Regions from separate parts of the Mus musculus genome. Here all the other regions are linked to region 1. The links are chromatin contacts, called in public HiChIP or PLAC-seq and promoter capture Hi-C maps. All regions are on one chromosome and are shown on one strand. The core of a region is the stretch at or near the end of the contact, and the rest is flanking DNA. Distances in the headings are between cores, read along the strand shown.

Evidence for each region. Promoter capture Hi-C pulls out the DNA fragments that hold promoters and counts their contacts. HiChIP or PLAC-seq counts read pairs in DNA pulled down with a chosen protein or histone mark. Capture Hi-C pulls out chosen DNA fragments and counts their contacts.
Region 2: a contact with region 1 is called in a promoter capture Hi-C map of adipose tissue. The contact joins the promoter of Col8a2 here to the promoter of Sfpq in region 1. A contact is called at or near these places in 1 of 39 promoter capture datasets (cranial neural crest), 2 of 115 datasets of contacts at active chromatin or transcription factors (memory CD8 T cells and pancreatic cancer cells) and 1 of 9 other capture datasets (adipose tissue).
Region 3: a promoter capture Hi-C map of liver shows a contact between it and region 1, with 3 times the contacts expected there. The contact joins the promoter of Thrap3 here to the promoter of Sfpq in region 1. A contact is called at or near these places in 4 of 39 promoter capture datasets (the C10 cell line, hematopoietic stem and progenitor cells, liver and 1 more), 4 of 484 Hi-C or Micro-C datasets (B cells, CD4 T cells and regulatory T cells), 5 of 115 datasets of contacts at active chromatin or transcription factors (Th17 cells, effector CD8 T cells, large pre-B cells and 2 more) and 4 of 9 other capture datasets (adipose tissue, embryonic stem cells, liver and 1 more).
Region 4: a contact with region 1 is called in a promoter capture Hi-C map of the HPC-7 cell line. The contact joins the enhancer-like site here to the promoter of Sfpq in region 1. A contact is called at or near these places in 2 of 39 promoter capture datasets (the HPC-7 cell line and pre-B cells), 1 of 484 Hi-C or Micro-C datasets (B cells), 2 of 115 datasets of contacts at active chromatin or transcription factors (fetal liver and memory CD8 T cells) and 2 of 9 other capture datasets (adipose tissue and liver).
Region 5: a contact with region 1 is called in a FOXA1 HiChIP or PLAC-seq map of pancreatic cancer cells. The contact joins the promoter of Eva1b here to the promoter of Sfpq in region 1. A contact is called at or near these places in 3 of 115 datasets of contacts at active chromatin or transcription factors (bone marrow-derived macrophages, extraembryonic endoderm stem cells and pancreatic cancer cells) and 3 of 9 other capture datasets (adipose tissue, liver and pancreatic islet).
Region 6: a contact with region 1 is called in a promoter capture Hi-C map of liver, with 4 times the contacts expected there. The contact joins the promoter of Adprhl2 here to the promoter of Sfpq in region 1. A contact is called at or near these places in 6 of 39 promoter capture datasets (the 3T3-L1 cell line, cranial neural crest, hippocampal neurons and 2 more) and 3 of 115 datasets of contacts at active chromatin or transcription factors (astrocytes, embryonic stem cells and memory CD8 T cells).

Annotation. Positions count from the first base shown.
Region 1 is chr4:127,019,363-127,023,905 of GRCm38.p6, reverse strand. It overlaps Sfpq (splicing factor proline/glutamine rich (polypyrimidine tract binding protein associated)), which reads right to left and starts at 2,605. Exons shown (of 10, transcript NM_023603.3): 1 at 1,686-2,605; 2 at 902-1,090; 3 at 338-639; 4 at 137-232. The coding sequence starts at 2,489.
Region 2 is chr4:126,284,725-126,289,750 of GRCm38.p6, reverse strand. Col8a2 (collagen, type VIII, alpha 2) reads right to left here and starts at 2,957. Exons shown (of 4, transcript NM_199473.2): 1 at 2,821-2,957.
Region 3 is chr4:126,200,623-126,205,025 of GRCm38.p6, reverse strand. It overlaps Thrap3 (thyroid hormone receptor associated protein 3), which reads left to right and starts at 2,316. Exons shown (of 12, transcript NM_001356455.1): 1 at 2,316-2,456. Gm25323 (a small nuclear RNA gene) reads left to right here and starts at 3,749; the gene lies at 3,749-3,851.
Region 4 is chr4:126,084,531-126,089,461 of GRCm38.p6, reverse strand. Oscp1 (organic solute carrier partner 1) reads right to left here. Exons shown (of 10, transcript NM_172701.3): 8 at 2,780-2,919; 9 at 1,693-1,756; 10 at 1-1,140. The coding sequence ends at 1,024. Among named protein-coding and RNA genes, the nearest start is that of Lsm10, 9.7 kb to the left of the region's middle. Within about 2 kb of position 3,296, at least 67 of the 459 cell types and tissues checked have an H3K27ac peak or open chromatin away from gene starts, as enhancers often do. A contact at or near this core is called in B cells, the HPC-7 cell line and adipose tissue, where this site is marked.
Region 5 is chr4:126,145,296-126,149,757 of GRCm38.p6, reverse strand. It overlaps Eva1b (eva-1 homolog B (C. elegans)), which reads right to left and starts at 1,755. Exons shown (of 3, transcript NM_172145.3): 1 at 1,127-1,755; 2 at 713-807; 3 at 1-522. The coding sequence starts at 779. The coding sequence ends at 95.
Region 6 is chr4:126,319,530-126,324,106 of GRCm38.p6, reverse strand. Adprhl2 (ADP-ribosylhydrolase like 2) reads left to right here and starts at 2,404. Exons shown (of 6, transcript NM_133883.2): 1 at 2,404-2,665. The coding sequence starts at 2,437. It overlaps Tekt2 (tektin 2), which reads left to right. Exons shown (of 11, transcript NM_001357262.1): 6 at 325-468; 7 at 636-750; 8 at 880-987; 9 at 1,144-1,287; 10 at 1,456-1,535; 11 at 1,688-1,986. The coding sequence ends at 1,901.

The DNA of each region.
Region 1 (4,543 bases), core at 1,356-3,855:
TCAGCCTAGACAACAGAAAAATTCTAGACCAACCAGCCAAAACCCAGACTAAAAAGTTTCTAATGTTCTAAAAAGTTCTAAGCAAAATTAGAAATCACTAACTTCTCTTTTAGAGCACCAAAAAGCTTAGTCTTACTTTTGATACATTGGATTCTTCTGGGCCAGCTTTTCAGGAAGACCATCTTCGTCATCTAACTGTTCAAGTGGTTCCACAATGACTGGGCGAGGAGTCCTAGTAACAGAAATTATTCCTCATCTTAACTTCCAATTTTATTTCGACTATCCCTCAAAATTATTAAAAAAAAAAAAAAGAAAGCATGAACTAAAGACAACTTACGTTGTCAGTAGGAAAACACCTTCACTGCATCTTTCAAATGCTTTTCTTGCTGCTGGCTTGGAAGCAAACTCAACAATGCCTTTCCCTGTAGATCTTCCGCGATCATCCACAATTACAACAGCCCTTTCAATAGGACCAAACTGGCTAAAGGCCTCTTCCAAAAGTTCGTTGGAAACATAAGGAGAGAGATTTCGAACAGACAGGGCTGCAGCGTGTGTGGCAAATCGAACCCGAAGCTGTCTACCTCTCATGGGAGTATCATCAAGCTCAGCTTTGGCGATTTCAGCCAAGGCTCTAGATTCCTGCAAATATCAGAAATACTTTTAACAACTTCCAAACTGGCTAGTGCTCAATTTTTTAATAACCCTTCCCACTTCTACCGCTTAAGAGCTTTCTTCAAGCCTCCTCCCAACACCCCGAGGGCTAAAGGTCTGTCTTTGAGGTCCTGCCCCAATGCACACTATTCTGATTTCTATTGATGAAAAAAACTTAAAGGCTCGTTAATTCTTCCCATTTAAAAGCATGCCTAAAAACTTTCACAAAAGGGAAAAAAATTACACTCACAAGCTTAATGAACCCGAACCCTTTGCCTTTGTTGATAAAAACTTCTCCGGGTTCTCCGTATTTAGCAAACAGTCTTTTGAATTCATCCTCTGTGATATCAGCAGGTAGATTCCCCACAAACAACCGACAGCGCTGTGTGTAAGTTTTTTCTCCAGGCCTCCGCAAGAGAGACAAGTTGGCTTTAAATCCCTAATAAAGAAATCGGACGGAATTCATACACCAAAGCAGGAAAAGTCTAGTGGTCCCAAAGTAGGCCATCGTGCATTCGTTAACGATCTCCCTTTTTTCCCATGAGGGCTAGCAGGTTGAACCATATTTGGGGATCCAACAGGATCACTAACTCTAATCCATATGAAGCAGAGTATACAAAATGCTTTGAAACACATCGCCTCTTTATCAGCAAACGCCAATCAATACACCTCTGACGTCAACAAATAGCTCTAAATGCAGACTAGGAAGACAGCACCAAGTTGCCCTGTTTTCTCCCAAACAGAGGCCTCCGACGTGCACTAGTTGGGTCCCAAGGGACCGGACCGCTAGCCTCTAGCGGATTACCGCCAAGACGTGAGGATGCCCTCCCGCTGGAAGCCAATCCCTAGCGGCCTCCACAGCCCGCCGCGCGTCCGCCCCGCCTGCGCAAGCATGCGCAGGAGCGCTTCCGGCAGGGGACAAAATGGAGGCCCTCTAGGCTGCGGGCGGGGGGGAAGAGGAAAAAAAAACGCCGAGGGTAGGCAGGCGCCGCCATCTTAGGGAAACGGACGGCTTTGCTCGAGAACCCGCTCACCTCCGAGTCGGAGATCTTCTCCTCCGTGCGCGGTCCCGGTCCGCCGGGAGGGGGCCCCTGGTGGTGCTGCTGGTGGTAGGGCGCATGATGCTGCCGGCCCCCACGGGGCTCGCCGCCACCTCGGTGTGGTGGCTTCGGGTGGCCACCAGGAGCGCCCATGCCCGGGCCACCTCCAGGCTTAGGCCCACCGGGCATCTTGCCGCCTTTTGGACCGCCAGGGCCTGGCCCCGGCTTAGGCCCCGGCCCGGCGCCCCCGGCGGGCGGTGGCGGAGGGCCGCCGGTCTGTGGAGGGGTGGTCGAGACTCCGCTGCTCGGCGTCGATGGGGGAGGCGGTCCGGGGGCGGTGGAGGGGACGGCGGGCGGCGGAGTCGGGGTTGGACCAGGGCCCGGAGGGGCGCCGGTGGTCGGGGGGTTGGCGGGCGGAGCCGAGACCGCCGGCGGAGGCGCACTGCTCACCCCCGGCGCCGAGCCGGGGCCTTGGGGGACGACGGGCTTGGATTCCTGCGGCGGAGGCGGGGGCTGTTGATGGGGCGGCTGGTGCGGCGGCGGCTGCTGGTGCGGCGGCGGCTGCTGCGGCGGAGGCTGCTGCGGCGGCGGCTGCTGCTGCTGCTGGTGAGGAGGTGGAGGCGGGAGCGGCGGCTTCGGGCCGCCAGGGCCCGGGCCCATGGGGCCGCGGTTCTGGTTGAGGCCCATGCCCGGCGGCGGAGAGCGGAAGTCGTGAAGGCCGCCGCGGCCGCCACCTCCTCCACGCCGGTGAAAGCCTCCACCGCCGCCACCGCGACTCCGGAACCGATCCCGAGACATAGCTGTAGTCAAGGGGCGGTCGAGGCAGAAGCGGAGAAGTCGCTCAGGGAACGTGGTTGCCACCTTGCTGAGCACAAAATGGCGGACGACACAAGCTGCGCGCCGCCTTTGTCCTCTTCTTAAATAGGACAGTTCGGCCTGGCCCGCCTTCCCTAGATTGACAGCTCGGACAGCCAATAGCAAGTACAGTACTTGATGATGAAACCTAAGTTTTTCCAATTGGCTCCCTAGTGAGAGGCGGGAGGTAGGGAGGGCTGGGATTTCCATTTGACCAATAAACGGATAAGAAAGTGTCTATACGCCTTTGTGATTTGTTGGAAGAAATTTGAATGGGCATGCCCTGCAACTTTCGCGTGAAATTAAATATCCAGGGCCCTATCAGCTCCTGATAGCGCTGAAAGGCTATTTTCTTTCCTCTTATGAGTAGTCCGCTATTCTTGGCTAACATCTTCGCTGGGTTCAAGGTTATAAATTGAACTTGTGCTGTCTCTTATTCCTACGCCAATGAAGTTAGAGTCAATTTCACAGAGTTTAATCTCAACGGTTTTACTTTTATTGAAACCCTATCAAAGGCTAGCAGATTGGCAAACACGTGAGCCCAAAATTTGGGAGGAGGAGGCACTAGTAATCAGGACTGCAAGTTTATCTTTACATTATCAATTACATTGAGTTCAAAACCAGCTTGGGCTACATGAAACGTAATAAAATAAAAATAATAAAATAAAATAGAAGCCCCGGTTGTTTTGGCATATGCCTTTAATCCTAGCACTCTGGAAGCAGAAAGGACTCCAAGTTCAAAGCCAGCCTGGGCTGCATAGTAAATTCCAGGACAGCCAGGACTGCACAAAGAAACCCTGCCTCCAAAAAAATTAATGAATAAATAAAAGTAAAGATTTAAGAAAAAGGAAGCCGGGTGTGAGTTCCAGGACAGCCAGGGCTATACAGAGAAACCCTGTCTTGAAAAACCAAAAAAAAAAAAAAAAAAAAAAAAAAAAGGGAAAAAAAAAAACATTATTTCATAGCAACACGTTTGTTGTAATACTATAAAATTTGCCATTAGGTTTGAGTGAATGCAGTCTTTGTCCAAGAGGGAAAAGTATGGAGAGAGCTGAGGACACAGCCTTTGGGGTTCTGGCTTGTGTGACATGCAGAAGACTCACTTTATTCTCCAGCAGAAGGGTAAATGAGGTAGATGTGACTCCATGTGTGTGTACAGTAACAATTTACAAGCACAAATCATGGGAGAGGAAATTGTTTTTGATTTTGTTCAAGACGGGGTTACTCTGCATAGCCCTGGCTGTCCTAGAACTACTTCTGTAGACCAGACTGGCCTCAAACTCAGCCCTCCACCTGCCTCTGCCTCCCAGGTGCTGGGACTAAAAGCATGCATCCACCAGGTCAGCCGAGATTTCCTTTTTATTCCCTCCCTTTAAAGCTTCATGAACATTGGGTTTTAACCGGGATGGGGCTGGTGCATGCCTTTGATCCCATCAGGCATGTGGTAGAAGCAGTCATATCTCTTGAGTTCTAGGCCAGCCTGGTCTACACAGTGAGTTTCAGGCCAGCAAGAAAGATACATAGTGAAACACTGTTGAAAAAAAAAAATGTTTATGCATGGCTGAGGCCATAACTCAGTCATAAAGGGCTTGAGGCCCTAGATTCAACTCTCAGCCCACAACACTAATGTTTTGTTGTTGTTTTCTTTTGTTTTATGATATTTAGGTATCAATAAGTACTGGTATGAAAACAAGCAGCTGGCAGCATCTCTTTTCCTTCAGATTTCCCAACCCCAATAGTGTTGAGCCAGGAGGATGGTTGGTTCATCACATACAGGTCCGGCTACCAGCTTGACAGTTTGAGTTCAGTCACTCAGACCCACAAGGTGAAAGGAGAGAACCAACTCCTGAAAACTAAGTTGACCTTGGGGTCCACACATGTCCACAGATGCATGTGCCCACAAACTACAACCCCCATTCTTCCCTCAGACCTTGAAAACCAAGGGAGGCAACTGTCTACCATGCAGACACAACCCTTCACCCGCAGCTTCCTGATAC
Region 2 (5,026 bases), core at 1,708-4,207, 730 kb after region 1:
TCCCAGAAGGGGAGTTTGACAATAGGGAAACTGAGGCACAGAGACAGGCAGTGCCAGTGCCAACTCTTGAACCTGCGTATCTCTTCACTAGAGATCTGCTGTCTATACCTTTCCTACTCTGGAGATGATCAGAGAACAGAGAGATCTAAAATTCTCTCTCAGAGAGCGTGGCTTCCCTTGGGCACGTGTGCGTGTGTGCGTGTGCGTGAGTGCGTGTGTGTGTGTGTGTGTGTGTGTGTGTGTGTGTGCACTTTCTGGCCTTTTAGATGTCCCCTGGCTTCTGTCCACACTCAGTGCCTTTTAGAGACAACCCCCAACTCATGGCTATACCCAGCTCCAGTTCCCAATCATTATAGTTTAGGAAGCCAATCTCATGCGTCCTGTGAGGACAGGACACAGTGCTGCAGTGCCTGTCCTCACAGCCTGGCCTCTACTGATCCCATAATAGATGAGTATATCCTTCCTTTCCTTTCCTTTCCTTTCCTTTCCTTTCCTTTCCTTTCCTTTCCTTTCCTTTCCTTTCCTTTCCTTTCCTTTCCTTTCCTTTTTCCTTTTCTTTTCTTGGCTTTTTGAGACAGGGTTTCTCTGTGTAGCCCTGGCTGTCCTGGAACTTGCTCTGTAGACCAAACCAGCCTTGAACTCACAGGGATCCACCTGCCTCTGCCTCCCAAGTGCTGGGATTAAAGGCATGCGCCACCACTGCCCCCCGCCCCCAGATGGGTACATCTTTATCAATGCCTCCTCTCGTCCCCATGGCAACCACTTCACTTAGCTACCTGTCTCCTTACACTGTCTGGCCTCCGCCAAGATCTCCCTACCTAGAAGAAGAATGGGTCCCTTCATGTTTAGCAAGGAACAGCCAGTCACTCCCAGTCTGTGCCACTAGGCAACTCACACCCGGGTCTCTAGATAATAACCTAAGAACCCTGACTTCAAAACAGTATGGTCCCTCAACTCCCTACTGTGTGACCCAATGGAAGGAAACTCTCCTTATCGTGGAAAGCCTTACAGAGTTACCTCAGATCCTCCTCTCGCCATACTCGTAGCCCTGCCTGCAACTGGTTTGTACAGTACCTCCCTTCCTTGTGTGCCTCAATGGGCACCCAGAGCCCATAGGTGCACTCCACACGAGAGATGTTGGTGCCTCTGTTTCATCCACCCGACTCTGTAAGAGCCTCAGGACCTGCTCCTCTGAGCCGCCACTTCCCTACAAAGAGGCCCATGCCTGTCACTGAGGATCTGGAGTAAGCTTCGGGCCAGCGGGGCAGGGAAGTTGGACTCACATCCTTTGGTCTGGCTGGGGCCCAGAGCGGGGAAGCAGTGGGGTTTGGGGGCTTGGGCTGACAGCCGGGTTTGGTATCTTTTCCCTCCCTCTTGCTAAAAGACGCATTCCCTTCCCTCCTTTCTTTCCCTTCCTCTGGGCCAAAGTGGAACCGCTCATGTGCACAGGGGTAGACGAAGTGAAACCGGAGAGACCCCAGTGAGCATGTAGAGTGTGAACCGGTGCGTGTGTACAACTATCCTGTGGAAGTATGTCTGGCTGGACCACATGGGGGCTTGCTGTGTGTCTGTTGGAGACCGCGTGTGCACATGCGTGTCATTGCTTTAGCGTTTGTGGTAAGAGTGTGGTCCTGTGTGTCTAATGAGTCTTTCCTCAGTGTGTGATTATATGTGAGTCTCAGTGGGAGGGAGCGCGGCTGTATGTGACTTATCTTTTTAGAGGGCTCTGTGTATCCATGTCTCCATCTGTATTCATCAGATCAAGGGGAGGCCAGACTCCCCACCAAGACCACCAGCTCTCTTTGTGACCCCCCCCCCCCACACACACACACTCCTCCCCGGCGGGGGTGGATCCCTTTGCTCAGGCCAGTGAGGATCCGCTATCCCTACTGAGAGACCCTATCTGCACACCCTCCAGCATCTCTGTCCTCCCCGCCCCCAGCTTCCATGGCAGGCAAGTGAAGGAAGACTTCTGGGCTGGCAGGGTACCCTGAAAGGTCAGATGCATTTCTGTGTGAGGAGTCTAGGCTGTTCTCCCGGACAAAGTGTTTCTAGCAGATATGCGCGAGTGTACACACACACACACACACACACACACACACACACACACACTCCAAGCAAACTCAGATCCCTCCCTCCTGGGTGCAACTCCAGAGGTCTTCTGGCTGATAGCTGTTCTCTATCTCAGAGCCTCCTGGGCTCAGTGTGGGGGAGACACCGGAAAGCTATTCCAAGGACCTGGGACCCCAGCCACTTTTGGTCAGACACAACCTCCTCAGTCCCTACAAGTCTCAATGGGCGTGGGGGTGCAGAGCCTCTGGCAGAAACATTCCTCAGAGCCTGTCTTCAGTGTCGGTAGATGTTGCCAGGTTACTCCAAATAGAAAGAACTTGGGGGTAGAGACAGAAAACCAAGTAACTTGGAGGTCGCAGGAGAATCAGAAATGGCAGAAAGATGGGGAGAGAAGGTAAGGTAGACGTTGATGCTCCCTTCACCTCCCCTTCTCTCCTCAACCTCACCTCGAAGGCAATTTTGCTATTCCCGTTTTTTTACAGGTGAAGCGAAGTAACATACCCGGAGCCACTGTCCAGTGTTGGAGAGGGAGGAAAGGGAGGAAACAGGGAGCTCTATCTTCGTTACGTCCAGGGGACGGGTGAGCACCCCCTCATCCTCCGGCCACCCCCCAGCGCTAGTCGCCTCCAGGTCCTGTCCTCGCACTGGGGCCTGAGGCACAGCGCCCCGTCGGGGCTGGACACCTGGCTGCATCCGGCCCTCGGGGCCCCCACCAGCCCAAAACCCCGCAATGCTGCCCGCCTTTACCTGCAGGGCGGCCTCCGGGCGGCGCTCCGGCGCTCGAGGGCGACCCGGATGGCGCAGGCTCGGGGCCAGGGCGTCGTCGGGGTCCGCACCGCCAGAACTCCGCGTCGCTCTGCCCGCTGCCCCGCTGCCCCGCGCCCCGGCCGAGTGGGCGGGCGGCGGGAGGGGCGCGGTGGGGCGGGGCCTCCGCCTTGCTCTTTCCACAGCCACAGCCAAGGGTGCGCGCCCCGCCCGTCCGCAGCGCAGCGGGCTAGCAGCCTCTGAGCTCCGCGGACCCCTGCCCTAGACGGCTGCAGGAGACAACGGCGCTGCAAAGAGGGTGGGGCGCACGGAGTGGTCCATGGGGCACTATTCATAAGGAATCCACATAAGACTCAAGACTCCCCCGACACGGTGACCTAGGTTGAGCTAGGAGGACTCAGCGGGAAGGAAAGGAGGTCTTGAGGGTCTGGTGAGCTGAGCTGGTGTAGTGAACACAGGCAGGCAAGGGCCTTACTGAAGTTGGTTAGATGTTACCTTCAGGGAAATGGGGAGCCATGGAGATCTCTGGAGTGACCAGATCTGTACTTTGAAAGAGCCAGGTCGCTGCTGCACAGGTAACAGAGAGGGCCACGGGGAGTCCTGGGATGGTCCAAACATTTAGACATGCATTTTGGAAGGAAGGTCATCCCAGAGAGGAGCTGCAGCAATGAAATGGACAGGATTTGGGGGCTGGGGAGAGGCGTCTTAAAAGAGGGGAGGGAGAGACACATGCCTTTCATCCCTTTCATCCCAGCACTCAGGAGGCAGAGGCAGGCAGATCTCTGAGTTCTAAGCCAGCTATGGTCTATATTAGTGAGTTCTAGGAAAGCCAAGACTACATAGATCTTGTGTGCTGGCTAGTTTTATGTCAACTTGACACAAACTAGAGTTATGTGACAGGAGGGAACCTCAATTGAAAAAAAATGCCTCCATAAAATCCAACTGCAAGGCATTTTCTTAGTTAGTGATTCGTGATGGAGGACCCAACCCATTTTTGGTGGAGACCATCCCTGGGCTGGTGGTCTTGAGTTCTATATGAAAGCAGGCAGAAACCAGTGGTGGTGGTACCAGCAGCGGCAGCTGCACTGGCACATGCCTTTAATCTCAGCACTAAGGAGGCTGGAGCAGGTAGATCTCTGTGAGTTCAAGGCCAGCCTGGTCCACAGAGTTCCAAGATAGACAGGATTACACAGAGAAACCCTGTCTAGTAAAACAAACATAAAAGGAGGAGGAGGAGGAGGAGGAGGAGGAGGAGAAGAAGAAGAAGAAGAAGAAGAAGAAGAAGAAGAAGAAGAAGAAGAAGAAGAAGAAGAAGAAAAGAGAAGAGAAAAGAAAAGAAAAAGAAAGGAAGGAAGGAAGGAAGGAAGGAAGGAAGGAAGGAAGGAAGAAAGAAAGAAAGAAAGAAAGAAAGAAAGAAAGAAAGAAAGAAAGAAAGAAAGAAAGAAAGAAAGAAAACATCATGAGCAAACCTTAGGGAGTGGGGGCCGGGCGTGGTGGCACACGCCTTTAATCTCAGCACTTGGGAGGCAGAGGCAGGCAGATTTCTGAGTTCGAGGCCAGCCTGGTCTACAGAGTGAGTTCCAGGACAGCTAGAGCTACACAGAGAAACCCTGTCACGAAAAACCAACCAACCAAACAAACAAAAAAACAACCACCACCACCAACAAAACCAAACCATAGGGAGCAAACCAGTAAAGTAAGCAGTACCCCCCGTGGCTTCTGCATCAGCTCCTGTCTCCGGGTTCCTGCCTTGTTTTAGTTTCAGCCTTGACTTCTCTGAGTGAGTGATGGGCTGTCACCTGGAAATATAAACTGAAATAAATCCTCTCCAAGTTGCTTTGGTAATGGTATTTCATCACTGCAACAGAAACCCTAAGACACCCCGTATCAAAAAAAAAAAAAAAAAAAAGAAAGAAAGAAAAACAGAGAGAGAGAGAGAGAGAGAGAGAGAGAGAGAGAGAGAGAGAGAAAGGTGTCTGGGGTTTCTGGTTAGTGGCCTGGGAATGGTAAAGCCCAGGAAGGTATCTGGGGAGCGATGGGAGTCTGTGGCACTTCCAAGGATCCAAGAGGGAAATAGAACCTATGGGCTTACAGTGCTTGTTGGGACCTGCAGAAGCTGGGGGAACAACCCCAGCCCCAGCCCCAGGACACAGCATGGGTCACCTGCATCCACCCAGACAGAAGAGGG
Region 3 (4,403 bases), core at 1,067-3,566, 820 kb after region 1:
ACCAGACCCCTGCGACAGTTTCTGGGCCAGTGAAGAGGCAGATGGTACTCGTCTAGCTTATCAGTGTGTTTGCAGTATTTTGCACTAGGCATGGCATGTAGTAGACATCCAGAAAACCTGCAAACTGAAGTTTAAATCGAAACCGAACGTCTCAAGAGGAATTACAGAGTATGCAGCTCACAGGAAATGCTTCACAAGTGGGGAAGTATGAATTACGTAGAATACTACTGAGGCCAGAGAGCTTACAGATTGAGTTGAGCTTGGCGACTTTTCTCTCGTGAGAAAAGTTTACCGATCGATGTGTGTTTTGTCTGCTTTGGCCTGGTATGTGGAGAAATTCATCAACACTCATCATCCCTGCTGGGGCTGCTCTGGTGCTGCTGTTGGTGTTGGTATGCATGACAAAAGCTGATGCACATGAGAACTGGCTCGTCTTGGGACAACCAGATCTTGGGGTACAGAATTTAGCATTTAATACCAAACCAGACCGACCCTAACATCTGTTCTCAAAGAGCTCACAGTCTGCTGGTGACAAAACAGGTGCTTTAGTAATTATAGGTGTAGTCCCTGGGCAGCACACCTAAGGAACTGTCTAAATGGCGGCAACTGCTTTCCCACCTCAGCCATCACGAAGTACCACCACAGCTGGGGCATCAAGTCTCCAGTGTCCGTCAGGTCAAAGCCGCCTGCAGCTGGGAAGGTCTTCCTGTTCTAATCCATGGGCTCAATACAGGAAAGAGGGTGGGGGAAAGCCACCAATCCCTGAGCTCCCCAAGTTCAGGACTTGAGATCCCACCAATCCTTACTCCGGAAATCTCTGCATGCCCTGAAAAGCCCCGCCTCCGAATAAATCCTATATATATAACCCCTGTCCTTCGTTCACTTGCCAGGAGCAGAAACAGCCACTACTCTTCGAGTCTTTGTTCTGTACCCCAAACCCTCCCAATAAATCTGCTTTATGAGATTTGCTGCCTGGTATGGCTTTCTCATTGGAAGAAGCTAAGAAGAAAAGAAGCCATGAAGAGAAGAAGAGAAGAAAGATCAGGGCTGAGGCTCCCGAGCTGCAATGCCTCTGCTGAAGAGGCTTCCTCTCAGAGCGTAGCGGTTCCTGGGCCTTCCGAATCCCTGGATACCCTTCCTTCCATCTGAACAGGAACAGTTTCAATAGCTACAGCAGTACAGTAGCTCGTAAATGCATGACAGAAAAGGTGACGTTTGAACGCTTACATGTGCAGGATTCACTAAGGCAAGCAAGTGCAGAGAAAACCAAACTGCTCTAAAAAACCTTAGTGACCATGTGAGAAACAGCCTCGTAGTGACTTAACATCTGTAAGCTCAGCAGTCATGAATGAGGCTGAGACGAAAAGGCTGCCTTGAGTTTAGGGGACGGCCTGTGCTACCCGGTGATTTCCAGGACAGCTTGGCATACAACGGGAGATTCTGTTCTAAAAATTAAAGTTAACAAAAAACAAAAAAAAACAAAAAACAAAAACCAAGGAGAAAACACAAATCCCAGGGTTTCACTTTCCAGGACATTTGTGGTTCCACAGGTACTAATATACTTCCTGGGCCCATGTTCTTAAAAAACTTCTCTGGGCCAAGTTTGAGGCCAGCCTGCTCTACCTAGAGTATTTCAGTATACCGAGAACCCTGTCTAGAATCCCCGCTCCCCATGAAAAAAATCCCCAAACTAAAAACCTCTTTGGGCTCTTATTGCCATTAAATGGGACAGGAGGTGGCTGTAGGAGAGACCGAGATCCAACGGACTTCTGGGTCCCCTGAGATCACACTATCAAAACAACTCTTCTCCATTTTGCGTTGCGTTTTCTGGGTTCCGGGTGATCAAGTGCCTTCCTTTGTCGGGGACCTCCCAACAACTCTGTGAGGTACAAATTATGAGCCTCACTTTATACAACGATCTGTTCAAGGTCAGAAAGCAGGGGAAGGGTAAGGCACAGAACGAATGCCAAGAGGCCTGATGGCCACCAAACTAGAGACTTTCCGGGGACGTAAGCAGAAGACGAGTGGGTGGGGCTCGGGCCCTCCCTCAGTCCCCCGGAGAGGCCTCTCCAAAATGGTGGGGGCAGTGGCGTCAGCAACGCCCGGGCCCCTTCCGTCCACCTCCCTCCCTCTTCCTCAGGCCACCCAGGCGGGAGCGGGGGGAGGGGGGAACGGAGGCGCAACGCAGTCGCCCACGTGACCGCCGATCTTCGGGCGCGTGACGCAAAGCGGCGGGCCCAACGCTCGCTCTGCCTTGTGGGAAATAGAGTTCGAGAGGACGTCCGGTGAGTCAGGAGAGAGAAACCTAGGACTACATTTCCCAGGAGGTAGCGGAGCGAGGCGGTAGCCGCCGTCGTCGGAGAGCGGGGACGCGGGGCGCGCTAGCGGGCGGGGGCGAGCTTCGGGCCGGTTGTGCCGTTGCGAGATTGCAGCTGTAGTCGCTCCGGCCGGTCAAGGTGAGTGGACGCAGTTGATGGGAGTGAGGACAGCTCAGCTAATCTCTGTGTGTTGGGGTTTTCCTCTTTTCTGGGCGCCGGCTGGGCCCCGGCGAGGGTTAGGCCTAGCGTGCGGCGGCTTCCTCCACGCTCGGCCCGGGCCTGCTCCGAGCGGGCCCTGCTCCATCGGCTCCTCCCCCTCCCCGCCCTTCTCCGCTTCCCTCCGCTCCGGCCTAGTTCTCCGGGCTCCGGCCGCCTTCTCTCTGAAACAGCTTGCACACTTCTGTGCACTGTGCGGGAACGACGGCTTCCACCAACTCCATCTCCCCCCCGCCCCCCAAATCCTGTTTTACGAACCTCGTTATTTGAATTTTTTTTTTCCGGGAACTCTTGCACGCCCTTCCCCCACCAGTCTCCATTGGCCTGGTTCTGTCTTCTAGGGCCCATGTGGCTGCTAGCACACTAAATGTTAGTACTTCTTCTGTGTTTGTTTTTTTTTTAAACTTGTTTGTTCTTTTGTTTTGTTTTCTTCCTCTCTTGGCCAAAAGAGGCCTATTCCAAGTTTATTTCCTATCGGAAAAATAGTTCCCACTTTCTTCCTTTGGTTGCAAGTGAGGCCGACTTGCGTTCCTTCGGTGATTGGCGTGTGCCCTGCTGGTGAGAAGCAGTTGTGTCCCACACTTAAACAACTTTTCTCTTATTTTCTTTGCTCTTGTGATTCTTAATGGGTGGAGCGTGGCGGCGGTAGTTGGCGGCAACATTGGTGGCCCAGAAGTTGGAAGCCATCGGTGAGAGTCCTATGTTAACGAGGAGCTTGCTAATTGGATAGAAACAATATGGCAAGGACGTTATAGGACAGAGCCAAGAAAGACGGCTTTATCAGCTTTTGCGTTTAAATTTCAGTTTTTACTTTAACGTACTTAAGTTTTTTTGTTTTTTTTTTTCTTTTTCTAAAATGGCAGTGCACAACCCTGGCTACCTTTAGTGTAAATATTCAACGAAATTCACTGACGGTTAACCCCTTGTTACCGGGTATGGGAGTTTTCGATTGTGGGTCCTAAGTCGAAAGGCATGTATCCAACTGTCTTTTTTCAGATCTTTCCTAGTTTTGTTTGTGGAAATACTGTCCGTGTGTAGTCAATCCTATTATTTAGACAGCTTAGGTGTATATATTATTCTGTATAAATGTTAAAGACGGCTGGTGCCTTGAAACTTGTGGAGAAAAGTTGGTCTTTGTAGTTTTTAGTTAATTTGCAGATGTGTATCTTGAATTAATATTAGTACTTAGTGAATCAAAAAGTAATGCAGCGAGCTTGCTTTGGCAGCACACATACTAAAATTGGAACGATACAGAGAAGATTAGCAATGGCCCCTGCGCAAATGCAGCTATTTTGGCATGATTGCTTTTTTTTTTTTTTTTTTTTTTAATTTTTGTTTTGCCTAAGACAAGGTCCAGGCTGGCCTCTGAACTCTGTATGTAGCTGATACTGGCCTTGAACTCTTGAGCCTCCTACCTCTACCTTAGAGCGGCTTTTGCCCCTACACCCAACTTGTTTTTGTGTGTGTTGTTTTGTTTTTTGAAGACAGGGTCTTACTGTGTATCTCTGGTTGACCCAAGATTCCAGCCTCCCACTGCCTCGCAAAGGTGAGCCCACCACTCTGGTTTGATTACATTTTGTAAAAAGAACTGGTTGAAGGTTACTACATGTCTGGATGGCTGGGTGTGGTGGTTCTTGTCTTTAATCATAACACTCCGAGGCAATGGTAGGCAGGTTTCTGAGTTCCAGGCCAGCTAGAACTACATAGTGAGAACTTGTCTCAGGAGTGGGGTGGTGGGAGGAGGGGAGAGAGAGAGGCACAGACAGATACAGAGACAGAGAGACACACACAGAACACACTTAATACAAATATCATTTGTTTTTCAGTTCTTTTAGTACCCATGTAGGATCTCTAGTTTTAGAGATTGAT
Region 4 (4,931 bases), core at 2,047-4,546, 940 kb after region 1:
AAACTTGAGTTGGTTCCTGAGGCTCTGGTTTCTGTGGCTATACTGCAATCCTCAGGTGAGCTGGCCTGCAAGGTTCCAGACAGTTTTCCTTTCAGTAGAAGTGCTAAGATTACGGATGTGTGCTCATCACTTTGCCACAACACTTTATTCATGTATGTATCTATGCATTTTATGTATGAATCCACTGTCTGAATGTATGCCTGAATGCCGGGGGAGAGCATCAGAACCCGTTACAGCCAGGCGGTGGCGGCGCACGCCTTAATCCTAGCCCTTTGGGAGGCAGAAGCAGGTGGATCTCTGAGTTTGAGGCTAGCCTGAGTTACACAGAGAAACCCTGTCTTGAAAAACAAAACAAACAAAACAATGACAACAATAAAAGAACCCATTAAAGATGGTTGTGAGCCACCATGTGGGTGCCAGGAATTGAACCCAGGTCCTCTGATAGAACAGCCAGTGCTCTTAACCACTGAGCCATTTCTTTAGTCCCCAAAGCAGGTTTTTGACATGTAGGTTCTAGGAATCGAATTTCTGTCACCAAGTGTACATGGCTAGTGCATTTACTCCCCGAGTCCCCAAACTTTTTTTTGTTTTGTTTTGGTTTTGGTTTTTTAAAAGATCTATCTTGTTATGCAGCCAGAATGGCCTGGATCCCCCTCCTGTGTTTTCAGGTGTTGCTCTTTTGTCCTTACAGGCACGCATAGGACGCTGGTCCCTGCAGGAAAGACGCTGTGGAAAACCCGCAATGGCCCAGGAGGCGCCCATAGTCATCATTGAGTTGAGAATAATGGGGAAGGTCTGGGTTAAGAGCAAGAATATATTTTGCTGAAAATACAGAAATGTGTGTGGCTTCAGAAATGGATGCTCTCCGAGAGGTCGTCACAGTTTTTTTCTGACTTAAAAATGGACTAGAAGGTGCAGGCCTTGGTTGGAATCCAGCAGGGGCACATGAGATCCCCAGCCATCCGTGTCCAGGGTGGTCTAAGGCAGTCTCTTGAGGGAGGGCTAGGGCGTGCCCATCTGCATCTATAACCTGTCCATCATGGCCAGCAAGTCGTCTCCCTTACTGGTGTTCTGCTCCAGCTGCTCTGTGATCTCAAACTCACCCATGATCCGGGCCAACTCCTCATTCCGTTGCTGGTCCTGTGGGAAGTGTGGAGAGAGGAGAAAAGGAGACGTCTGCAGGGGCGTGTCCTTTCTGGGGCAGGAAGTACTTAAATTATCATGCCATCAAGGGTTCAGCTTTGGGAAAAACAGAATAGGGTGCTTTTGATGATCTTTTGGCTTGTTTTGTTTGTTTGTTTGTTTTTTGAGACAGGTTTCTCAGTGTAGCCCTGGCTGTTCTGGAACTTGCTCTGTAGATCAGGCTGGCCTTGAACTCAAATAGCTGCCTGCTTCTGCTTCCCAAGTAAAATAGAAGTAAAGGCGTGCACCACCACTGCCCAATTTTCATGAAGGTTTCTTTTTATTTTCTGTGTATGAGTGTTTTATCTTCATGTATGTGTGTGCATCATCTGTATGTCTAGTGCCCACAGATCCCCTGTAACTGCAGTTACAGATGGTTGTGAGCCACCATATGGGTGCTGAGCACTGCTCTTAACCACTGAGCCATCTCCATGCTTGAAGAGCAAAAGTTTTCCAAGGAGGATAGTGCTGAGGAGGATAGGTCCAGAGCCCGTGAGGCCCCTCACATACCTGTGTAGCCTGTATGCTGATGACTTCATAGGACAACTCCTCCGGCCTGGACAGTGCTGCGTGTCTACAGGAGGCAGGAAGAGACAGGCCTAAGGTTACACGGTTCATGATTCCTCTTCCTAGTACGGTGAGCCACCTCATGAGAACATGGACACCTGTTTTCTCTGTGTCTCCTTCTGCCCTTTCACACCCCCCCCCCATCCTTATATTTCAGAAAGTCACATGTTTTTGCTTATCTGCCAACACTCTCCCTCTCTTCTCTCAGCAAGTTCTGAGGCCCAGGTCACATGGAGGCCCCTCCAATCCAGAGTGCAAATCAGCCTCCACTAAGACATCTGTGGTCCGTCAGTTTAAATGACTTGGGGACAGCTGGGGGTCCTACACTCCATATCTGTGTGTGTTCATGAGTGTGTGCCCGCGTGCCATGGCAGGCACGTGGGAGTCGGGGATGACCTGTGAGCGTCGGTTCTCCCTCTGTCCCGGAGCTGGAATGCAGGTCCTGGTCTTAGGGCCTTTAACTGATGAGCCATCTTGCCAGCTCAGTCCAGTCATCTCCTAACACATCCTAACACTTCTTGTTTAGCTTCCTTTTAGAGCTTTTGGGGGAGTGACTTCAGGAAGCCCCAGGGAGTCTGTATTCAGGGCAGCATGGATTGCTGGTCACTGGTGACTTTTGCATCTGTGCTTGTGTGTATTGGTCTGCAGTTGTCGTGTCTGTGTTCTTATCCCACGTAGGGGTTTATATGTGTATTTACACTCCATCTAAGCCACAGGGACAAGAATGCATTATATATCTTTAAAGAACGGGTTTAGGACTGGGGAACTGTCTTGGTTTGTGGGGTACTAGACCCAACATACACAAAAGCCCTGGATTTGATCTCATATAAATGGAGTGCGGAGGCACACACCTGTAATCCCAGCACCTCGGAAGCAGAGGCAGGAGGATCAGGACTTTAAGGCTACATAGTGAATTTGAGGCCATCTGGGTTATATGAAACCCTGTCCAAAAAAAAAAAAAAAAAAAAAAAGACAAAGGAAAAAAGAGAAAAGAAAGACAGACAGACAGACAAGCAGGCTTAACGCATACTCCTCTTCCTCATCGGTCGTAAACAGATTCAGTCGGAATCCTGGTTCAGGGCCACTCGGCTTCTTGATCTCCATCCCTCCCATTAGCCTGGCCAAGAAATTCAGCTCTTCTTTGGCAAGAGGGTTTGGAACAATGTTTTCCTGTAGAAACAACGGTGTGATTTGTAGCCACACAGGGCAAACACATTTCCTGCCAAGACCCCAGAGACGCAGGGAAGAATTATACAACAAAGCAAAAATAATAACAGCTTAAATTATTTCTGGGTACAACTAATGCACAGAAAGCAAGCTTAGCCGGAATAATAAAGCAAGCTCAGCAGCAGTGGGACTCCAGCAAAGAAGCAAACCACAGACTTTCAACTCTGAAGCTTAGTGGAATGCCCCAGGGACCACACTTCTCAGACTATCTTCCTCCTCGGGAGGAGAGAAGGGCCCTGCTTCCTCTTCAGTCAGGTCCAGTTCCCTCTGCCAGGCGGCTCCTGTCAGGCCTGCAGCTCAGTGGGTACCATTCTGGAGGAACTCCCATACTGCCCTCTGGTGGTGACATCCAGGAACACAGTAGGCCGTTCCTCTCTCACCACCCTTTCTAGACTTTACCTTCTTACGTGGATCTGGGCTCTACTCTTCACTACTGTCAATTCACTACTGTCAGTTACTGAAAACACACTCTCTTATTTCTGTCTTGCTTGAAACAAAGTCCCCTGACTACCGCATAAAGAACAAAATGGAAGCCGGGCGTGGTGGGGCATGCCTTTAATCCCAGCACTCAGGAGGCAGAGGCAGGTGAATTTCTGAGTTCAAGGCCAGCCTGGTCTACAAAGTGAGTTCCAGGACAGCCAGGGCTATACAGAGAAACCCTGTCTCGAAAAACCAAAAACCAAAAACCAAAACTAAAAAAAAAAAAAAAACAACAACAAACCCCAAAAAACAAAATGGAGGCCTGAAGAGATGGCTCAGTGTTTAAGAGGACCTCTTCCAGAGGTCCTGAGTTCAATTCCCACCAACCACATGGTGGCTCACAACCATCTGTAATGGGATCCGATGCCCTCTTCTGGTGTGGCTGAAGACAGCTACAGTGTATTCACATTTATAAAATAAATAAATCTTAAAAAAATGAAAAAGGAGAAAATGGAGCTCAATGGTGGCGCATGCCTTCAATCCCAGCGCTGGAGGTGGGGTGGGGTGCAGAGGCAGGTGGATCTCTGTGAGTTTGAGGCTAGTCTGGTCTACAGAGAGAGTTCCAGGAGTTACTCAGAGAAATTCTGTCTTGAAAAACCAAAAAACCCAACCCAAATTAAACCAAACCAAACCAAACCAACCAACCAACCAAACAAACAAAAAAGGAGTTACAACCTTCTCTAATCAGGCCCCGGTGTCGTCCTGTCCAGTAAAGCCTCTGCCGCCTGCTTCTGCGGCGAGAAGATGGAGCTATGTGGAGACTCGCTGCCGCTCCAGAAAGGATACTGTTTTCCTTGTTTTGCCTGTGCTCATCCCACCACCACGGCTGGCACCCACTTCTCCTCCCCTGCTATGCGGTGTCTTGCTTACTCCGGAGCCCTATTTCCGTGCCGCTGCCCCTGAAAACCATTGTGTTCCCTTGCCCCCTGCTCCCACCCCAGAGGACAGAGCGCACGGTCTTCTGGCGTAAGCTGTCAGTGTCTTTCCATCTCGCTGTTCGTTTCTACCATTGTCCTTCCCAGAGAACCAAAAGCCTCTTCGGGGTGGGACCACATCGACGCCAAGCTGGTACCCAACACCTTGGGACTTGGTTCCATGAACACTCAATAACTGAACAGTCCATGGTTTGTCCCAGAGTTTGCGCATACGGAACTCAGAGGGATGAAAACCTCATTTTAAAGGAAGGTAGAAGGTCCTGACGACCAGGAAGCACTTTTGACAAGGGATGCTTTGACATTTTCATCTGCATGCATGTATCTGCATGCATGTTGGATCCAGCAGCCACAGGCCTCTCGGCTCTGTTACAAAGCTATTTGCCATGTCCTGGTATTTGGCTCCTATTTAATTGTAATGAACCAGTCCCCATATTACCTAATTAGTCAGATCACTGGAAAGCTCTGAGCAAAGCCACAGTTAGAAATCTGGGTACATGTAAGGCTGAGGGGAAAGTTAACTAGCTTTGAAAGCCAAAGCCC
Region 5 (4,462 bases), core at 506-3,005, 870 kb after region 1:
AGCACCAAAGAGATTTGGGGGCAGAGGCAGTTTTTTGAAGGCCCTGAGGCAGTCCCATATCCAGTACTCTGGCCCCACGCTGAGGGGCCGGGTGTCAGTAATAGTGCATTCGTCCCAGCGTGGCCGTGGCTCCGGGCCCGAGCGTGCCACTGCCCAGCAGGTCTGGCTGCCCAGTGCGCCAGATCTCCCGCAGGATTCGTTCACGCTCCTCCAGCCGCTGTGCCCGCTCTAGCTCCTCTGCTGACGTGAAGACATTGACACTAAGGGGCCCGTCGGGCTCTGTGGACAGCTCCTGGCCCTGCAGCGTGTCATCGGGACCCAGCCTCGTCATGGTGTCCTCATCTTCCTCATCGTCCTCGTCTTCCGGCTCTAGGGTGCTGCTCCGGGGGTCCCGGCGCGGAGCAGGGGTCCGGGGTCGCGAGCGAGGCGCGCAGGAGATGCTGATGACCAGCAGGCATAGGGTCAGCAGCAGGCCGAAGCAGACGCCAAGCACGAAGTAGAGGCCGAAGCTCTCGGGGTTAGCTAGGGAGCAGGGAGCGGAGGTCACAGGGGGCCCTGACAGGCTGGAGTCGTCCCATCTGGGAGAGATCCAGGGTCTAGCTAGGCTTGGGGCAAGGAACGGAAGGGCTGCAAGGACAGGGTGAGCAGCTAGGAGTGGAGGGCTGCCTGGGTTATGATGGACGGGCTCCGTGCCCCCAGGCCTGGCCCTCACCTCTGATGTGCGCATAGGCTGCCAGGCTGTTGCTGAGTAGCTCCATGTCCCTTCTTGGGGCATCCATGCTGCTGGGATGCAGCTCGCCTGTCAGCCTGCGAGGTCACCCAGGTCAGGTCTTCCAGAGCCCAAGGCGCTCGCTCCTCGCGTAGCTCCTCCACCCTGGGGTGGTGGTGGGGCGAGGGAGCGGTTCGCCTCACTGGATCGCAGATCTGGACTCTGCTAGTCCTTGTTCCCCCGCAGACGCCTCTCCATCCCCGGGAGCGGCGGAGAGGGCGCACACGCTCCGCCCCCTCGTGGGGTCCCCAGGCGAGGCCCAGCGCACGGAAGGGCGAGGCGGTGCCTCGGGCTCCCCTTCCACCTCCCTCCTGCACCCCTCCACCCGCGGGGCCTCGGCCGGCCCGGCTCGCTCACCCGTCAGCGTCCCGCAGCCTCGCCCCGGCAGTGGCGTCTCCCCGGTGGCCGCATACACCCAGGCCGGGCCGCCCCGTCCGCCTTACCAGGTTCGCACGGCGGTGCGGCCGGACACCGCGACGGACCAGCCGGCGGAAAGTTTCCTCCGAGGAAAGAGGAGGGACGGGGCGGGGCGGGGAGGAGAGGCGGGGAGGAAGAGCGCCTGGAGGAAGGGGAGAGGGGGCGGCCCCTGCTCCCCTACAGGAAGCCGCTGGGGAGGGCGCTCACAGGGTCCGCCCCCGCCAGTACTAACAACAACATTAGTTACTAAACATCCCTAAGGCCTGGAGCCCCTGGCGGCAGGTTACCTCCCCTCCCGCTTCCCGTAGACATCCCTTCATTTAAGCCAGCCAACCCTGGAATGTGGCTACCATTAAATCTCCAATTTGCAAATGAAGTAAACTGAGTCAAAGATCTTGAAGACCTTTGCCACACGGTCAGGATTTGAACCCACAACGCTCTTACTCTAGCGCGCAGGCTCCAAACTACTTTCCTGTGCCTGGCTCCTCCTGGGATGAGGCGGGTCCAAACCCCTTCATCCTTCCAGACCTTCCTAGACCTAGTAGAGGCAGCCGGCACCCCCGCGTCCTTATTGGTTTTCCTCGGAGAAGGGATCTCTCAGCCCCTCCTCCCAGTGCCCTGGCTGAGTGTGTCCAGCTGCTGTGGTCACCCAAGGTTAATGATTGTCGGACTCGGCGGTGAGCCAGGTCCCAGCATATTGCAGACCCCAGCGGGGGCCTCGGCGCTAGGGAACAGCCTCGCTTGCTTTGCTAGCCGGACCTGCCCAGAGTCACACGTGTGCTTCCACCTGGGCTCAAGGCTGGGACCGAAGTGCGCTGGGGGGGATCTGCAGCTGGCCTCTTCTTTCTGCTTACTCTCCTGGCCAACCCCCTTCCCCTCCCTACGCTGGAGCTGGGGTGAGGGGGAGGCCTTCTTGGCGGGAATCTTGGGAAGGAGGAGGGAAAGAATGGCCAGAGGAAATTGCAGGCATAGCTGTAGGCGCTGCCTGAAGCCTGGAGGCCATTAACCCCTTCCCTGTTCAAGCTGCAGACCCCGACTCCTCCAAGCCCGCCTGGGTTCAAGTAGGGGTCAAGAGGAGATGGAGAAAGGACCAAGCTGGCTCAGACCTGGGTATTTTTGTGTTTAGTCTGCTTTGTAAGCATGCGTTGGCCCATGCGTACTTACCTATTTGCATATAATGCTGCCTCAGCATTTTAGTGTGGCATAAGTTCCAGGACAGCCAGGGCTATACAGAGAAACCCTGTCTCGAAAACCCAAAAAAAAAAAAAAAAAAAAAAAAAAAGGAATTGCAGAGGTCAGAGGTTACAAGCCCTCAGGAGGCAGGCATCTTCAAAGGGGCTGTGAGGTGTCATGAAGGTAGTGGAATGCATTAATGTGATGGAGAACATCTTGAGTAACTCTCACAGAGACGCCCCAGGTAAGAGCTCAGTCCTGAGGAGAGGGCAGCCATGCCAGGATCTCGGGGAGCCTGTCTAAGGCAGGATCAAAGGGTAGGATGGGAGCATGAGTGGAGTTTCTGGCATGCAGAGACGGAGCTAGCATGAGAGGTTCGAGGGGAAAGTAACTGATCGGAGACCACACAGGATTTGCAGATCACTCAGGAGCTTGGATTTCATTGGAAGTGAAGTGATAACCCCTGGAGGCTTAAGTTAGAGAGTGTCAGTCCCCACGCCACACATTGGAAAGACTCCTGAAGCTGCTCAAGATAGGCTTGGCCACAGCAGGGCAAGAGTGGAAGCAGAGGGCAGGGCGTGGTGGCGCACGCCTTTGAATCCCAGAACTTGGGAGGCAGAGGCAGGCGGATTTCTGAGTTGGAGGCCAGCCTGGTCTACAAAAAAATCTCAGAAAATTCACCATGTACCATGTAGACCCAAATCCCTTCCTGTCTCCAAAAAACAAAACAAAAAAACAAAACGAACAAACAGTAGAAGCAGAGAGAACAGTGTTGCAAATATTCAGGAAAGGAGTGGTCTGGGTGGTGGTGATGGTGGTGAAGAAGGAGGAGGAGGAGTTGGTAGTCTGAAGGGAGTTGCTGTGTGGACATAGTTTTGAGTGAAGATAGTTTTCGAGGCAGGCAAGACAAGATGAGATTAGCATCCTGGAAATAGGTGGGTCACCCAGTTCCAGAGAACAGGGAGAAGGGAGTCTGTCTAAAGCCTCAGCCCCTGAACCCATACATTAAGGGGTCTCCTCTACAGCAGACCAGCAAGATGAGAGGAAAACCAGGCAGGAGCAAGGATGGGACCCTCTGGGTTCTAGCAGGCAACATTTCAACATCATCAGTGATGCCTGTGGGTGAACATGGCCAGCCCTGTCCCTCCAAGGCATGTGTGGCTTAAACACATACAGAATAACTAGTACTGGGAATGTGTTGACAAACATGGCCTGCCAGCCACTTACATATTAGTGTGTGCTGCGGTTTAGCTTGTACAACTGTATGTAGTGAGGAGACTGGACCTGACTTTGTGTGGCACATACCTGTTCTCTGTGACATCCGCATGGCTATCCTGTGGGGTTTGACATGGGCTTCCACGACGCAGTCTGCATCGCCGAGCTAACATCTCTGTGTCCACCTCTGGATCAGATGTGATCCGTCCTCGGGAAGACAGGCTGAGACAAGGGGAGTATTGAGAGTACTGGACTCTGCAGACAGGTGCGTCCTAATAGAGTGTTACCTTCTTCAGCAGGCTGCTCGTAGCTAAGCATGAGAAGTGACTCCGTGGCCCTGATGACTCAGAAGCAGAGTTCTGGAGAAGGTACCTAAAGCCTTCTTCGGCTGAGATGGCTGTCCACAGTGGCCAGCTTCCTGCACCTGCCAGACGTAGTTCTGTCCAGCCTCTTGTTTCTTGCTGGTGGCTGGACTCTCATCCACTGTCTGCATCCTGCATCCACCTGCAGATCTCTGCTTGTTCTACCAGGGCTCCTCTGCTTGCCTGGCCACTTGTCCTTTGGCTGGCCCATCTCTGTCCTCCTATGTGTGAGATCAGGAATTGGTCATCTTGGAAAGGCCCAGGGAGGAAACAGGAAAGGCAGGTCTTGGCAGGTCACAGCGGGAGGGGGGTGGGTGGGATGGGGGCGGGGGGGGGGTGTTGAGAGATCCAGACTGGAAGAGGCCTCGGGGCCCTGGCTTAGCCAGAAGGGAAAAGGGGACTCACTCAGGGCCTCCTATGGCTTGTCAAGTCTCTCAGTGTCCCCATGACCCCAGCACTAGTACACTGGCTAAGAAGGGGGTCCCGGGTAAAATTTGCTCGGGTAAGTGTAATTATAACAAATATG
Region 6 (4,577 bases), core at 1,155-3,654, 700 kb after region 1:
TTCCAAGGCCTACTCATTGTCAGGAACCTAGGCAGCCTTTGTTCCGCGGCTGAAAGTTCCACCATTGATCTTGGCCCCCTTATTGTAAATGTTCATGCGTGCATGTGAAGTCACATACCTGTGACTGAGGTACACTCTGAGGGACACTCATAAGGCTGTTCTGTCTTAGATGCAGCAGCACATGCATCACACACAGACACACACACACACACACAAGCATGCGCGCACACACACATACCACAAACCTTCAGTATCCCTGCAGTCCAGTGAGGCTCGCGTCCTGGTCCTTGGGAGCCATGGCTCCAGTGTCTTCTCCTTCTCCAGTCTCCTGCAGGAAATTCGGCAGCAACTCAACTCTGACCACCGGGACAAAATGGAGACACTGGAGATCGACAGGGGCTGCCTCTCTCTCAACCTCACTTCCCCAAACATCTCTCTGAAAGTCAACCCCACACGCATCCCCAAAGAGTAAGACCAGTGTTTCAGTCAGTCCTTTCTGTGTGCCTTGTGTGTCCCTGTGACCTCCATTGTTTCCTTGTGTGTCCCTAGGACCCCATTGTTTCCTTGTGTGTCCCTGTGACCCCATCGTTTCCTTGTGTGCCCCAGTGACCCCCATTGTTTGCTTGCCTCCACAGCTCCACCACACTGCAGCAGTGGGATGAATTTACTCGATTCAACAAGAACCGGGCAGAGGCCGAAATGAAAGCGTCCATAGAGTTGAGGGAAGCCATTGCCCTAGCTATTGCTCAGGTGACTAAGCCCAACTCACCTCTGTCTTTCTTTCCACACTGACCACATGTTAGCCCTTCCCTGACTTCAAACAGCAATCTCACAAGGCCATGACACCCTCTTCTGGCCTGGCTCACCCTCCTCATGCAGACCAACAATGAACTGGACGCTCAGAGGGTTGCAACAGAATTCACCTTCAGGAAGCGGCTTCGGGAAATGGAGAGTTTTTACAGTGAGCTCAAGTGGCAAGAGAAAAATGTGAGTGTCACCACCACCCCCTTACCCTCCCCCAACCCCACCACCCTGCCTTTCCCACCATGCTGTGAGGCAGGGCATAAGGAACCCTGCCCTGAAGCTTCAGTTGGGAGCCCTAGTGTGAGTCTTGCCGGTGGAGAACAGTAATGTCTGCCACAGACCTTAGAAGAGATAGCCGAGCTGCAGGGAGACATTCGGCGCCTGGAGGAGGACCTGCGTAGAAAGATGATGAACTTGAAGCTTGCACATACCCGGCTGGAGTCCAGAACCTACCGGTCCAATGTGGAGCTCTGCCGGGACCAGGTACAAGGGGCCCCGGTGGGGACCACCCCTGTCTGCTAAGGAGACCTCAGTATTACCCCTCTTCGCACGTTTCTTGTGGAACAAGCATTCTGGTCCAAGGCAGTTATGCGACCAGCTGAAGGGTCTTGCGGCTGAACTGAAAACCCCATCCTGCCCCTCTGTCTTCAGACACAGTATGGCCTCATTGATGAAGTCCACCAGTTAGAGGCAACCATCAATACCATGAAGCAGAAGCTGGCCCAAACACAGTAGGTTTAGAGAGTGGGCAGGAATAGTGGGGGGCACTGCTCAACCATGGGGCCGTAGTGCCTGCTGGTCTCTCTGGGCTTTATGCTGGTGAGATGTCCTGGCCCCTGCAGCCTGATGTAGGGCTCTGAGCTCCCGATGCTTTGCGTTACAGGAACGCTTTGGATGCCCTGTTCAAGCACCTGGCCCGGATACAGGCTGATATCGCGTGCAAGACCAACACCCTGCTCTTGGACACCAAGTGTATGGACACCCGACGCAAGCTGACGGTGCCGGCTGAGAAATTTGTGCCCCAGGTGGACACCTTCACGCGCACGACAAACCGCACACTGAGTCCACTCAAAATCTGCCAGCTGGAGCTAACCTAGGCTTTGGCGGCTGAGGGAAGACACAAGATTGGTGGGAGGGGGGAGTAGTGAGGGGACAGTAAAATAATAAAAATGGAGTTCTCAAGCCAGGCTCTTTTCTGCTACCCCATGAGAGTGGCTGACCGAGTGAGACAGTCCACTTGAGCGATGGAGTCGCCTAGACTTCATAGGGGTCGAGTCCAAAGCGACTCCAGAAGGAATACGGGTGTAAAGATACAGGTGATCGCCCGCGGGCAGCAGTGGCTTTGAGTGGGCAACATTCTTGTTCAGGTGCTTTTCAAAGGGTCCTCCGCGGGATTTTAGGGAGCTGTCGGCCGCATTTGTGGTGCCATTTACAAATGAGAAGGTAGGGAGCGCCAAAGCGAAGCGTGCGAGTACTTATGGGGCGCTGAGACTCCCAGCCGTTGAGTGGCGCTGTGGGGTAGGACGTAGGCTGAGACTCCGGGCCACAAGGGGGCGCTGTGGGGCCGCGGGGAAGAGACGACCAAAGAGGCGGCAGCATCGATGCCGGAAGTGGCGACTAGTCCGCGCGCGGATGGCGGTGGCTGCGGCGGCAGCAGCTACAGCGATGTCGGCGGCGGGGGGCGGCGGGGCAAGTGCGGCCCGCTCCATCTCGCGCTTCCGAGGTTGCCTGGCGGGCGCGCTGCTGGGAGATTGCGTGGGCGCTGTCTACGAGGCACACGATACCGTCAGCCTGGCATCAGTCCTGAGTCACGTCGAGAGCCTGGAGCCGGACCCGGGCACGCCGGGCAGCGCGCGGACAGGTGGGCGGGGCACCACCGATCGGGTCCCCACCCCTGGGCGAGGGGACCGAGACTCGGGGGCGCGCGCGCAGACTAGGCTGCCGAGGTGGAGGCTCCTGCGGCGAGCTCCCACGAAGTCACGAGGCTGAAGGCCCCTGGATCGAATCGGTTTGCTCCAGCTCTCCGTGGTTGTAGGTCTCCAGCCATGACCACATTCAGAGCGCAGGCCTCGCCTAAAACCTTGGCTAGAGCCAGTTCCCGCGTGGCCAGTTCCGTCGTGACCAGCTTTCTCAAACTGCTGGCCCGATGTGGGCGTCGGCGAGGGCTGTCCCTAGCCTGTTAAGACATGTCCCTTCCTTTCGCTTGCAAACGCAGCTTGTCCTCAGATTCCAGGTCAGATGTCAGTAGAAGACTTGGTTCTTCTTGAAGAGCATGTAACATAGTAGAAGGGGGCCGTCGTCAGAACCCCAGAGGACTCCACGAGTTAAGAGGCATTTAGAGGTAGGGGAAGGAGCGAGGAAGGACGGGGTGTGCCGAGAAGTAGGAAGGATGGTAACAAAACCAGAGGAAAGAATTTCAAGACTAGGACACTGGTGTGTTACAGAAAAGTCAGGGTAGTCTGGACCCAGAAAACCATGTCGAGTTGGTCGAGAACATGGAAAACGGGTGTTAAAGGAAGCAGAGATAAGACAAATTTTATTTCATTATGGTTTGGTAAGATGGAAAAAAAAAAGGTGTGTTTTAGGTTGAGTGGTAGTTGGGACCCTGTGGCTGCAGGAAACACATTTTAAGAGGGTCTGAGTGGAAAGAACTGACAGAGTCCAAAGGAAGTTCTGGCCTCCAGCAGTGCTAAGTCCAGGAGTTCAACTCCTAACTAGCTTGCTTGGTTCCTCTTGGCCTTGAGTTTCCCTTTGGGGGGAGCTCACTTTGGCAGTCTCCTTTTCCTACAGTATGGTCCCAGTAACACTGCAGAAGAGGTTCTCCTTGGGGCTGGAGAGATGGCTCTGCAGTTAAGAGCACTAACTGCTCTTCTAGAGGTCCTGAGTTCAAATCCCAGCAACCACATGGTGGCTCACAACCACCTGCAGTGGGATCTGATGCCCTTTTGGGGGTGTCTGAAGACAGCTACAGTGTACTTACATATAACAAATAAATAAATCTTTAAAAAAAGAGAGAGAGAACGAGAGAGATTCTCCTTTGCTCCAACTCTACGAACATTGCAACTTGAGTCTGGAGCCCAGTCCTACATAAGGGACTGGCAATAAGAGATGGATGCCTTCAAGTTGCCGTCTAACTAGGCAGGAGGTCAGTCCTCCAGCTAGGACTAAAGAAGAACGGCTCCCTCAGGAAGACCAGGGCACAGAGCAAAAGGAGGGAGGACACACAGTGCCCCCTCACTCACAGACATGTGCTGAGCATATAGAGAGAAGGGCAAAGAGCAACACCTGACCCCAGTGAGCGAGGGTGACCTTTACCTATGACCAGGCTGGCAAAGACTAGGAATGTGTTTACAGCTATGAACGTGGGACACAGGGGCCACCTGAGAAGAGGGGAAATGGAGTTTGAACAACAAGGAGGGAGTGGACTGGCTATCTGAAGGATCCGGGAGGCACTCATTAGACGAGTCCATTCTCTGTAACTGTCTTCTCTCAGTGAAGCAAAGGTCCTGTCCTAGCAGGTTAGTAGCCTCTTTGAGTGTGGCATGTTAGAAGTATCAGAGTAGGGCTGGGCGCACTCTTTTAATCCCAGCACTCGGGAGGCAGAGGCAGGTTCATTTCTGAGTTTGAGGCCAGCCTGGTCTACAGAGTGAGTTCCAGGTCAGCCAGGGCTACACAGAGAAACCCTGTCTTGAGGGGTTAAAAAAAAAAAAGTACCAGAATATGAATGTGGTGCCACACACATGTGACACCACCACCCCCACCCCCCAGCACTC